Regions from separate parts of the Mus musculus genome. Here all the other regions are linked to region 3. Evidence: chromatin contacts called from public Hi-C and HiChIP or PLAC-seq data. All regions are on one chromosome and are shown on one strand. The core of a region is the stretch at or near the end of the contact, and the rest is flanking DNA. Distances in the headings are between cores, read along the strand shown.

Region 1 (4,101 bases), core at 141-2,640, 260 kb before region 3:
ACGGAGGACATGCTACCACCACCTCTCCTCCAAGGAGCATTTGCCAGAGTAGCAGCTGACATGATAGATTTTGGGTCTTATCAGTTCTCACCCAGTGTGAATGGAGAGAAAATGGAATTCAGTTGTCTCCTCTCTGAACCGATCCAGTATTGTGTATCTCAGCCCTCGTGGAATGTACTGTAGTACAAAACATACCAGCCAGGATAGGGAGAAGCCATCATTTGTGTTCCATCATTACTCAGCTACAGGACAACTTCTGGCTTCGGTCCGTCCCTCGCCCCTTATTAAAAAAATGCGGAAAACTCTCAAAAGGCACTCGAAGCAAGCAAGCTATGTGTGAAGACACCTAAACCCGTGTCTGGCACACACTGGAGTTTTAGCGTTCCCGTTCCATCGTCTTTTCTCAAATTCTCGAGATGCCCAAACTTTTTCCCTTCGTTCTTTCTAGATGCTGTCTAGGTTCCAACCAGTGCAGGCTGGCCAGGGACTTTACAGGGATTCGGAGAACCTCGCGCACAGTCCCACACGCCCAATCCTCAGCCGGGACGACAGAGCGGTGGCTTACAAGGACACGGGAGCCAGCCCGAGACGCCGAAGCGCTGCCTTTTGTTGAGGCCCTGTAGGGTGGGACTGCCACGGCTGGGGGCTCGTGGGTGGCAGGCCGGCGCGCCACGCGTGGGGCAACACTGCGGGGGTGTTCTACAGCCGCGGGCAAAGGCGGCGAGACTCGGGCCTGCGGAGGCCGCGGCTGTGCCCCGCAGGTCGGACGGATGAGGTGGGAACACACCCTCCCTGCACGCCTCGGAGCCCGGCTGCGGGCAGGGAGCGCGAGCCGCCCGGGACGGCGCGGGCGACAGCTCGCCCCGCGGAGTCCTGTCAGGCCGGCGCCCTCCGCCGACCCCCGGGCTGGCCGCGGCCTGCGGGGCCCAGCCCGGGACGCCGCCCGCCTACCTCTCGGCTCGCCTCCGCCCCTTGGAAGGGCCGGGCTGGGAGGCTGGCTCCGGCGGCCCCTGCGGAAGGCCTTGGTTACCTGGGGGGTTGCTGGTGGCTGGGCAGCTTTCCGGACGGGAGGGGGACGTCAGGACGAGGAAGCGGAGGGCGGACGCGGCGGGAGGGAGGCCGGAATCCGTCAGCCGAGGCCCTGGCAGGTAGGCGGGCTGGCCGGAGGTTGCAGACACTCGGGTGGCAGTCGCGGTGGCGGCGGCGGCTGCTCCTGCGGCTCCCTCAGGATCTTCCTCGGGCTGGCCCAAGATGGCGGCGCTCCCTGCACAGGGTTTCCTGTCACCCTCGCAATGGGCCGGACCACAAAAGAAGGGGGGAGGATGCGCGCGCAGCCAGCGGAGCCCGGAAGAGGGTGGTGGAGACTAACCTGACGGCCACGCCCCTTCGTCAGTTCGCCCCTCCGGAGTAGACCCGCCTCGGCCTCGGCCCGCCCCCACTGGTCCTCACGCCTGAAGGAGGCGGGGAAAGGAGCCTGCGCAAGCGTAGTCGTGTGCCACGCCTCCCGGCGGAGTTACTGCGCAGGTTCGCACGCTGTTTTCTAAGGGTTGACAGTGTCTGTCCAGAATTGTCGCCGTTAGAGACCTAACTATTTTTAATACGCGTAACTGCTTATCACTGGGCCGCCTCTGTATACCGGCTTCTGGAACACACACGTATTTACTGCATTTATTCAACATTTACAGACCAATTGGAGACTAGTAGGAACAAGGCTGGCCAACACCCAGAGACGCTTCTCGTGCCATCAGAGGCAAAAGGGTGGTTCACATTGACCAACCCATTTGTATAATCATGTAGCTAGGAGGTGGCCCTTTCTTGTGTTTCATCTTTGTCTAGCTTAACCTTGCTTTGCGGACACCAGCAACAGGAAGAGGGAAACTTGACATTTTTACTCCCACCTTCCCAAGACACTTCCCACTCCCACCTTCCCAAGACACCTTGGTGAAAGCAACAGTTTCACTTTCTTGGTCTTTCGTCTTTTTGCCTTGTAGAACCTGGATGTGGATTTACTTATCTTACATTTACGTTTATCTTACATTTCCTTTTTTTATCTTATTATTTATTTGACATTTACGTTATTTATCTTACATTTACGTTTAATTTATATTTTACAATTACATTGCCACAAGGATGGATATGTTAATAACGCAAAGCAAAGCAATTTTTTTTTTCAGCATAGAAGTTGACCTTTTTTCTCCTGATTTTTTTTGAGGAGTGGAGTGGGGTTCAATACAGGATTTCAGTATGTACTTCTGGTTCCCCTGGAACTCACTATGTGAATCAGGGTGGCCTCTAACTTGCAGAGATTTGCCAGTCTCTGTATTCCCGTGTTATGGTTAAAGACATGCACCATCACACCCAGGTTTCCCCCCATGATTTTAAAGGATTTGGTACATATCTTGTGTGTCTCTGAAGGGACTATGGACTGTAACCATTATCCCTACCATGCCTAGTGGATAAAATGGCCCTTTCCAGAACCCCCAAAGAAAAGTCGCAATTCTAAGCGTTTAAAACCTTTCGTTGTAAACTGGTTCTGCCTTAGGAAAGTGAGATGTCATTAGAAAAATACATAGCAGTTTGAAAATCTCTTGTTTTGATAAATACATGATACAGACAACAGTTTTATACATGTCATTTACTTTCTCAGGTCCTCAGACTTTTCTCCAAAGTAAGGATGTGATATCTAATTCCTATCTTTCTTGTTAAAATTAAATAGACAATGCATACAAAATTCCTGGCATATAATACCTTGAATGGGGACTATTATTATTTGATAAGCATAAGGTACTCTCTTCCAGTCCTGGAGGTCAGTGGTTTAATTCATTGTGGTGGTTTAAATAAGAATGGGCCCCATATGACATATATAAGATAGAAATTGGTGCCATGGACTGGGGTGTTGTGTGACAGTCATGACCATTCCATTTGTTGGAGGAATATGGAAACAACTGGGACTTTGGACTAGAAAAAGCATTGGAGATTTTAAGTGGGGCTTAATATGCCATCCTGGTAGGAACATGGAAGACAGTGCCGAGGGCAATTTGAATAGGAACCTACTCAAGATATTTCAGAGGGGAATAATGAGTGGCCTAGAGGCCATCCTTGTGATATTTTGACAAAGAATATGGCCACTTTGTCCTAAAAATTCCTGGAGGATAAATTGAAGAATTAATGAATTAATGGCCTTGGAAGAGGAGATTTCAAGATAGCCTAGTGTTGACTGTGTCACTAGTGGTCACTTTTATTTAGATCTACAATGAAAAGAAGCAAGTTGGGCAGAGAGAAATACAGAATGCACAGTTATAGCACTAGAAAGTATAATGGAGCTAAGAGTCTTGGGCTCTGGAAAAAGTTTAAAAGAAAAGCCTGATGCTAAATGGAATAAAGGCAGTGGTGGCCTCAGGGGAGGACCCCACTCAACTAAGCTGCCAGTTTGTCAAAAGGGATTAAGGAAATTTTTAAGCAATTAAAGAAACCATAGAAAGCAGAAAGGTGGTGAAAATGTATTTGAACAAGGGGCCATGTTCCAGCCCCAGCAAAGAGAAGATCATGGCAGCTTCAGGCACATGGTTCTGACTTTAGAGTCAAGGATACCAGATATGGACTGTGGAATCTCTCTCCATGGCTAAGGAAAGCCACTGAAGCCAGGAATGAGTCAGCGTTGTCCTCTACATGGAGATCTAGAAAGACCACTGCATGGATCTGTGAAGGTGAAGCCTGGATTGCCTTGGAGACCCCAAGATGTTTGCGATGCCAGAGTTGTAGGAGAGCTGACAAGGAAAGCTGCCGACTAAATGTGGAACCATCCCAAGAAAGAAGTCTGTTTCAGCCAACAAAGCTAAAGGGGGTTGGAGATGTGGAGAGCGCTTTGATATCACACATCTGATGCAGAATTTAGAGTTTGCCCTGCTGATTTTCAGTCTTGCTTTGGTCCAGTATGTCTTCACTATGCTTCCTTTTCTCTTCTGGGAATGGTATCTTCTGTGCCATCGTATATTGGAAGTATGTGACCTGCTTTTTATTTTTGATTTTTCAGGAGATTACAGTTAAGAGATGGCCATCAGTCTCAGTAGAGACTTTGGACTTTTAAACAGTGTTGATACT
Region 2 (4,564 bases), core at 1,333-3,832, 440 kb after region 3:
GCATGCTAGGCAAACATCCGACCACCTGAGCAGGCTAAGGACTCAAAGAGAAAATAAACTTGTGAGTTTAACTGGGGGAGGCAGCAGCGTTGAGGCTAAATCCTGGATTGATTACCCTAGAGCCCTGTGCCTTCCTCCATATTCTTTTCAACCCTCAATGGAACAATACAAAGAAGTGACCAGCCGAGATGTACAAAGGACCAGGCACAGTAACAAACCCTGAGCTAGCACACGAGAAACAGGCTTTCTGCTTTATTATGTGTATCTCACAGACTTGGCCAATCCCTCTACCTGTCTGGACCTTTCAGGAACTAGGTTCTGTCATCTGCAGCAGCTGCTCTTTCCCAGATCTGGGCTAGCAGGACATGCCCAAGACCATCTAGGCACTTGGCCAGCCCAGATCTGGACCTGTGGTTGTGTATAATTTATGGGTACCTGATTCCTCCAGGCTATGGCTTCAAGGTATTCCCCCTGAAGCTCACATGTTGGAAACTTAACCTCTAATATGCACATGTTGATGGTATCTTAATGTAGAAACTTGGCAGGTAAAGTTGAAGAAGCCTAAGCATAGAGCGATATGACAGCACTGGTAGTTTCATAAGAAAGGGAGAGACCAGCCCTCCTGTGTGCTGGCTAGCACATTGGATGTGTCTTGTCCCATAGAAGGCCCCTCACCAGCTATCAGCATCTTGATACTGGACTTCTTAGCCTCTGGAGCTGAAAGACATACATTTCTATACTTTACAAACTCAGAAGGCCTGAGCCATCCAGACATCTTTGTTGGGGTGCTTTGGGAAGCTATGGAAGAAGGTGGGCTGAAATGCTCAGAGAAGACATGTGAAGACAGACACCTTGCTCTCTGTAGCTCCTGGCATGGAAGCTCTCTTCTGAGCCATCCCCAGGAGCAGTGCCCGACTTGCAGGAGAAGTCGATGATGGTCTGGCGCTGGCCTCCCGTCAGCCTTTGCCTTCGCTGTGCAAGCCTGACCCAGGCCACCCACTCTCTAGAATGCACTTATCTCTTTGACTGGCCTATATTTCTAGCTGAAGCTTTTGCCGATTCCTGGGTCTTGTAAAAGATCCTTAACAATGGAGGGACACTTACAGCCTTGATAATGGCTCCCATCAATTGTGTCCTCCACGTCAGCAGGATTCCAGAACAGAACTTCACAAGAGATCAATGCGGGCTCCCTCTCAGGCCCAACCTCCTCACAGCCTTTCCTGCAACAGTGACCTTGACGCTTATGTCATTATTTAATATTCATCCGAAGCATCCACACGCACAGCCTTTACAGCAAACATGGCTGCTATGGACGAACGACAGCCGTGGATCAGCAAGTGAAAAATGTCAAGTTTGCACTGGTGGGTAATTTTTCCCTCTAGAAAGCTTTTGCTAGGCCGATGATACTAACAGTTCAATATATTATCAGAGTGATATTTTCTCCTTTGAATTCAGGGTATGTGCCTTAAATAAATTAAACTACATGGTCAATAGTCTCTGTCATTCATTACAGTGTTAAATATTTCTTCCTCTCTGTGCCAGAGTCATTACAAATCAAGATTATTAATTCTAAGAGAATCGTTGAATTTTCTGAACCAAAAGGATCCTCGGAGACCGACATCATCCCATCTGCTCATAATGCAGAGGGGAGGCTGAGGCTGAGGGAAGGGGCGGGGCCCGCCTGGGGTCCCATGATTGGCTAGCGAGGCAGGTGGGGTGAGAGCCTAGGTCTTTGATCCCACCTCAGGTTCCCTGTGACAATTTTATTTTTGATAAGATAAAATGAAAGACCCGTTTTTCTGATTCCTATAGCAAAGACTTTTTGTTTTGTTTTGTTTTGATTTGTTTTGTTTTGTTTTGTTTCAAGAGAGAGTTTCTCTGTGTAGATCAGGCTGGCCTTGAACTCAGAAATCCCGCCTGCTTCTGCCTCCCAAGTGCTGGAATTAAAGGCGTGCGCCACTACTAATCAGCCAAAGACTTTAATATCTCAGCCATTACTAATATCTGGGCTCTGACCTCACCCTGAACATGGCTGTCTTGGAACTGTGTCTTTGAATCCTGAGCTGTCTGGGATACCCCAACCCCAAATCTTCAGTCTGGGTTCCTAATGTGTTCAAAAGTGCCACAGCCTGGCTCACTAACTGCTCTGCAGGCAGGACCTAAGTGTGACCCCCAGCACCCACATAAGAAAGCTAGACATGGTGGTGTAACACTGTGATTCCAGATCTAGGGAGGCAGAGACAGGAGGAACCCAGGGCTGGCTGCCCACTGGGCTCCAGGCACAATGAGAGACCTTGTCTTAAAACGGGTAAAGAGCAATTGAGAAGGACCGTTGGCTTTGACATTTGACCTCTGACCTCTGACCTCCACACATATGCACATACAAGTGCTGGGTCTAGGAAATGAGGTTGCTATATTTCCAGTCCCCTCAGCCATTACTTTAGCCAAAAAAAAAAAAAAAAAAAAAACAGAATTCCTATCTTCTGAACCTTTCTGGTTTTGCTTAACAGACATCTTTCCACTCAACGACTGAAGCTAAATATAGCTTCTGTCTCTGGGCCCAACCTCACCCTCACCTTCCACTGAAACTCTGACGATTCTGGCTGAAGCCTGAATATGTGATTCTGTCGTGTGCACTGAGAACCACCGGACTAAAGTGAATTAATTAAGCCAAAATAGCATCTGAAGCCACTGTCTGAAATGAAGTTCTATGCCTTAGTGTTGGCCGGAATGTGAGGAAGACGGCTCTTAAACTACAGCTGATGGTATCTTTGGTTTATCCAACTCTGCTGTCGGATGTGAAATCCATTATCTTGTAACTGTATACTCGGATGGCTGAAAGAGATACATAGGGGATGCCGGCTGGCTTGCCTGGCACTCAGGAGGCTTATTGAAAATTTTCTGCACCTTTACTGCCCCCTAGTGGTATTCTGGAAAGGCGTCTGAGAAAGCCTGGCTTTCCAACATTACTTAAGTGGGATATTATTAGCCTGAAAACGGAAGGGAATGATAAGACCAAAACCTTGAGCACTCTGTGCAGAGAAACAAGCCAAACACAAAACCAAAAGGACTTTAGGATCCCACTGTGCAAGGTCCCCAAGAAGTCAAATTCTTAAGAATTTGAAGTGGCAAGAATACAGAAATAGAAGGGGTTGGGGTTGGGGGTGGGGTGGGGTGGTTAGTAGAGTTAGCAATTTAATAAGGACAGAATTTCAGTTACTTAAGGTTTTAAAAATTCTACAGTTGGATTGGGCAATATTTGTACCACTGAACTTTACCCTCCAAAAATTATGAAGCTGATAGAGTCCCTGCACCCAAGCATGTGGGCCTAGGTTCTAGCCCCAGCAACCAGATAAAAAGCTGGGCATGTGGCATGTGCCTATAATGCCAGAATCGGGGTGGGGTGGGCAGCACTGTGACAGGCAGATCCCAGCAGCTCTCTGATTGGCCAGCATAGCGGAAGCGATGAACTCCAGGTAGTCTGGAAAGCTAACACCAAGGACTAGCTCAGAGATTCTTGACAGCAGTCTCTGGTCTCCATGTGTACACACATACGTGTGCGTACATCTATGTGAAAACATACGTGTACCCTCCCTGCCACACAAAAGAAAAAATAGGCAAAGCTGGTAAACTTTTGTTATGTGTGTTTGCACCAATTAGCCTTCGCTGAGTTGAAAGAAGTGTAAACCAGAAAAATCTGGATTTTGGCTCCAGTGTTGCTAGGATATTTCTGCCTGTCATGTGACCATGGAAGGTCACTGGACTTTCTTCTGTGCTCTGCCATGTTCACCTATAAAATTGAGGGTTTACTAGAAGGTCCTGGGGCTCAACCAGCTAACTAGTGCTAAGCAGGGGATTCTCTATTGGAGGCTGTATCACAAACATTCATGGAACCACCAGAGAGATCATGCTGTGCGTTACCATCAGCACACAGGGTGACCTGTGAGCTCAGGGATTTGCACGGGAGATTTATGACGAGTTTGCATCAAGCAGGCAAGGCCTGTGTGAGAAGCAAGGCAGAGCACCTGGAGGGAGGAAGTTCAGCAGCCAGACTAGAAAGCCACAGAGCGTTATTAGCAACAAGGGGAAAGCATGGGGACAAGTTCTGAATTATGATGACACCAGAGATGTCAAAGATAGTTAGAGCCATGTTTTGTCACATTGGAAGACCTACGTTTCATTCTAACAATGCAGGCCATTGGTGTCATGGGAACGGGCTGTGGATCTTCAGGACAAACAAGACTCTGATAGACAAAGTGTGTACTGGGCAGGACACAAGGGACCAGTCCAACAGCTGTGAGGTCTGAGACTCAAGGGAAATTCCAACTCTTGATGTACACAACAATTCCTGAGGCCAGCTAAGACTGAAGCTGCTGTCATGTAGGTGACCCAGGCCAAACAAGAAGGGCAACACGGGCCATCTGAGAGGCAAAGTGGGAGGTGATGAGGGTGGTTGCAAAGAACAACTTGAGTAGATGGCAAAGCAGGAGAGAACAGAAGACATTCAGGAGACTGCCAATGGTGGAGAACAGCAAGAGAATGACCACTAATGTCAGGAATAGAC
Region 3 (4,165 bases), core at 1,418-3,917:
CCCTAGTTGATAACACAGAAGACTCTGGAGCCCAGGAATCTCTATGCCTAAAGCTGGTCTGGGGCAGACAAGCACAGGAGACAGTTTAGCATCCCACAGTGCAGTTGACAACCTAGTTCCTTCACCTGCACACACTACACACACATACACACACTACTACTCTCCTATGCAGTCTTCAGCCCTTCACCTGCACCCAGCTTTTGACAATTCCCATTCAAGTGCAGGAAGAACAGAACCGCCAATCCAGCTTGAACTGCCTTTTGAATATGTGGGCAATAAGGCAAAACTAAGCCACCCAGTAGCCTTTTAGGGAGAATCTCCCTAGGTGGACATATGATTAAAATTAGATACATTATAGGAAAGAACACATACAATAAGAAAAATTAGATCTGCCAGGCAGTGGTGGCGCACACCTTTAATCCCAGCACTTGGGAGGCAGAGACAGGTGGATTTCTGAGTTCGAGGCCAGCCTGGTCTACAGAGTGAGTTCCAGGACAGCCAGGGCTACACAGAGAAACCCTGTCTCGAAAAACCAAAAAAAAAAAAAACAAAAAAAAACAAAAAACCAAAAAACAGATCCAGGAAGTCCCTGAAACTGACCAGATTCACTAGGCCCCTCCCTACAAGAGCAAGCAATAAAAACTGAGAGTTACTCTCAGACTGATAGAAGCTGAGCTGCAAAGAAGACTCTGAGACCAGACCAGCTGCCTGGAAGAAGCAGAAACCAGCTGGACTGCCTAGACCAGGTTTAGATCAGTTACCTGGAAAGGGTACTCTCCAACTATTGAATTATCTGAAGGCTATGCTCCAGGTTCCCAGCTTTTGTGACTTGTCACCTGTCCTTTGATGATACAGCTATCCATGAGTCATGTATACTTCTGTAAGTAACCCCTCACCTATATTCCCATAAATAACATTAATAAAGCTCTGGGGTCCGCCAAGTTGGATTTTGGTGGTATCCGTATTTTGGTCTGCCCTGGACTCACTATCCAGGTGAGTAGACAGGTGTGCTGTATCCCCTGGCAAAAGTTTTGTCACACAAGACTTCAGCCACTTCTCAGAAAATGACCAGCCTAGACCAAACACAAGGACTGTCCCTCTAAAAACCTTCCAACTCATTAAAACCAAGAATGCTTACGGTTTATGTATTTTAGTGTACGTAAATTAGAGTGTAATTAAAAATTAGTAAATAACTTGTAAAGACCCCTGATTATTTATCAGAAAGCATATTCACTTCAAAAAATAATATTTATACCTGAACTGCACCTGTTGAAATGCTCAGCCCCACCCACTACCTCTTCCCTTCCACTCTCCCCAGCCCTTCCCCCCAGAGTCATGCCATCTGTTCCTTAGTCGTTTTCTTGCCATGGTGGGAGATGCTGAATAGAAAGTGAGCAACCAGGTTGTGGTGGCATACGCCTTTAATCCCAGCACTTGGGAGGCAGAGGCAGGGGAATTTCTGAGTTCGAGGCCAGCCTGGTCTGCAGAATGAGTTCCAGGACAGCCAGGGCTACACAGAGAAACCCTGTCTCAAAACAAAACAAAACAAAACAAAACAAAACAAAACCACACACTCCAAACAAACAAACAGGAAGCACACAAGCCTTAGAGGCTGGCTGGAGTGCATTCCAACCTCAGATTCAATCCAAACCCTGAGCACCCATAAACCAGTGACTTGGCTTCTCCCAACTTTGATTTCCTTCTCTATAAATCCAGCCAACAGTGCCAAGCTTATCCTGTTAGGCTGGGGAACCTAAGAGACCCATGTACACTAAAAGTTTCACCAAGACCCAGAAGTGCACAGGGAATAAAACCCATGGTCAGCCCCTGGCTCAGAAGTGTCAGAAACCGGGCAAATGGCTGCTCAGAGTCAGTATGGCCAGTGCAAGGCGGCCTTTCCTGCTCTGTGACTGAGAAAGCTTCCGGTAAAGTTTAGCCACAGGGGGCCATTGACAGTAATCAATTGATCTCCCGCCTTCTGATCTCAGGCATTCCACTGAAAACTGACCCTAATCACAGGGAATGGGGACAGGAGGCCTCCCCAAAACATCCTCTTGGGGCGTTCCTAACACAGAAAGTAGAAATAAAAGAATCGGTTCTATGTAGTAAGATCACAGGAGCAGGAGCCAGGGTCTCCAGGTACCCCTCCTAGGCCATTTGGGGCCTGCGCCAATACTCAAAGTCCCTGGAACCAGGTAATCCCAAGTGAAGTGTTCAGCCCTGCATTTAGTCACCAGACACCTGTTACTTGCAAAAGATAGCTTGGACCCGCACGCGGCTCCCATCAGGAAGAAGCAACTACTCCCAAAAATAACTGTAAGGAAGCACTATCAAAAGGCAGAGACTCCCGTAGTCCTGATGCCCCAATCCCTGGACAACCCGAGCCATGGCGAGCCCCCTCGCCTTTGCCTACCCAGAGCCTGAGAGCGCGAGGTCTTCAGCAGAATCGGTACTTCTCATTCCAAGAAGAGTCTACAAGGGAAGGTGTCAGCCAGCTAAGAAAAGGCAGGGCTAGGGCTCCACCCAGAATCTCCAGCCTCCTAAGACACACCTATCTACCTCCGGGCGAATGAAAGAGGCAGTCAGATCTGTTCTGGGGCCGATAGTGGCCCAGACAAGCAAAACTACAAAAATAAGAGTCCCTGGGGTCCTTCCTGAGGGAGGAGCTAGTGGCGTTGACATCCCCGCCCTCCTAGCCTCTTCCTGGCCCCCGCAGCAAGGAGGACAGCACTCTCTCCAGTCTCTGTTCTCTCTCCTCCGCGCCCCCCCCCCACAACATTATTTCCCGCTTTGCTGTTTCTTGGATGATTTTCAAGAGTTTGTGCAATCGCATATGTATGAAAATGCCATAATGAAACACAGTACTTTGCATGCAAAATAAATATAAAATAATAAAACGTTTGTGTGTGTGTTTTGTTGAGAGGTTCCCCTGCCATCTTCAAACACTTGATGGTGTCTCCTTGCAGTGGGAACGAGGTGGTTTGAAAAGTTGTGACGAGATTACCTCCCATCACCCAACACAGCAAAGTTAGTGCCTGAGACTTTGCCCAGGCTTGATTTTGGCTTGGTCCTTCCTTCACTGTTAGGAGTCTGTCTGTCTCTCAAATTCGAGTGTCTCTCACTTTGCCCCTACCTGCACCCCTTTTCCATCTTGTCCATAAGAAGAGCCAACCCGCCCTGTCCTAACTACAGTAGGAAAAGACACCTCCTGCTTTCTACACTCACTGGTTAGTACCGGTGGTCCCAGGATCTGATCTGCCCTACTCGCCCTGCCCTGCCCTGCCCTGCCCTGTGCTGCCCTGTGCTGCCCTGAATATCAGCTATTCGGATAGCGAGGGAAGGTGGCGGGAGACCCCAGTAAGCAAACAGATGCAGCGACACTGTTCAGGGTGGGACAGAGCCTAGAGTTCAGAAGTGGATACAGAGGAAATGATCGAGTGACCAGGACAAAAGCAAGGACCGAGGTAGGGCTGGGCCGGAATAGCGGCGCTCCCGCTCGCCCACACCTCCTCCCCACTGAAGCCCTCGCGTGGCTTCAGTGTCAGACGCCCGGCGGGACCCACCTGATCCGCAAAAGCAGGCCGGGTGTGTGTTGTCTGCTGCGCTGGAGACGGGACCACGCGGGCGGGCGGGCGGGCGGGCGGCGCCCTGCGCTGTAGGAGACCCGGCCGCTGCTCTGTCCGGGTGTGTCGGGTGGGGTGCGCGCCTCTGGCCCCTGCAGAGCTCGGCGGCCTAGGGCGCAGGCAAGTGGCGTGCGCCGACCCGAGGAGTGGGAGCCTAGAGAGTCCACTCCCACCCCCACCCCCAACACAACGTCCGGCGTGATGCACGTGTGATGCATCGGGTGTCCCTCACTTTACCCCAACCTGCACCTCTTTCCCATCTGTGGGAGGAGTGATGTTTCATCTCCACTCAGGCAGAAAAAAGCCTGAAACCAGCAAAAAAAAAAAAAAAAGAAAAGAAAAAGAAAAAGAAAAGAAATCGCTCACGGCCGCCTGTGTCTTCTGACCTGCCCATGGTGATAGGGGCTGCAGAGGAGGAACTACGGGTGTGTGTGTGGGGGGGGGGGGGTGTTACTGGGTGATGGGGTGGGGAACCGACACCCTATGCAATGAGGAAAGGTCTCATGGACACTGGCTTGGCTTACAGCCAGACACCTGGGAGC

Evidence for each region. A called contact is a pair of places that touch in the nucleus more often than the background predicts. HiChIP or PLAC-seq counts read pairs in DNA pulled down with a chosen protein or histone mark.
Region 1: a Hi-C map of pre-B cells shows a contact between it and region 3, with 2.8 times the contacts expected there. The contact joins the promoter of Rab14 here to the promoter of Ggta1 in region 3. A contact is called at or near these places in 4 of 39 promoter capture datasets (the C10 cell line, macrophages and pre-B cells), 2 of 484 Hi-C or Micro-C datasets (embryonic stem cells and pre-B cells), 6 of 115 datasets of contacts at active chromatin or transcription factors (the 230-238 cell line, bone marrow-derived dendritic cells, effector CD8 T cells and 3 more) and 2 of 9 other capture datasets (adipose tissue and liver).
Region 2: a contact with region 3 is called in an H3K4me3 HiChIP or PLAC-seq map of pro-B cells, with 4 times the contacts expected there. The contact joins the enhancer-like site here to the promoter of Ggta1 in region 3. A contact is called at or near these places in 4 of 39 promoter capture datasets (cranial neural crest, frontonasal cranial neural crest, hippocampal neurons and 1 more), 8 of 115 datasets of contacts at active chromatin or transcription factors (bone marrow-derived dendritic cells, bone marrow-derived macrophages, embryonic stem cells and 4 more) and 2 of 9 other capture datasets (adipose tissue and liver).

The regions. Positions count from the first base shown.
Region 1 is chr2:35,199,730-35,203,830 of GRCm38.p6, forward strand. It overlaps Rab14 (RAB14, member RAS oncogene family), which reads right to left and starts at 1,391. Exons shown (of 8, transcript NM_026697.4): 1 at 1,031-1,391.
Region 2 is chr2:35,903,754-35,908,317 of GRCm38.p6, forward strand. All of the region lies in intron 3 of Ttll11 (tubulin tyrosine ligase-like family, member 11), which reads right to left. All of the region lies in intron 2 of Gm35396 (predicted gene, 35396), which reads left to right. Among named protein-coding and RNA genes, the nearest start is that of Gm35396, 22 kb to the left of the region's middle. Within about 2 kb of position 2,583, at least 23 of the 459 cell types and tissues checked have an H3K27ac peak or open chromatin away from gene starts, as enhancers often do. A contact at or near this core is called in pro-B cells, where this site is marked.
Region 3 is chr2:35,458,782-35,462,946 of GRCm38.p6, forward strand. Ggta1 (glycoprotein galactosyltransferase alpha 1, 3) reads right to left here and starts at 2,668. Exons shown (of 8, transcript NM_001145821.2): 1 at 2,414-2,668.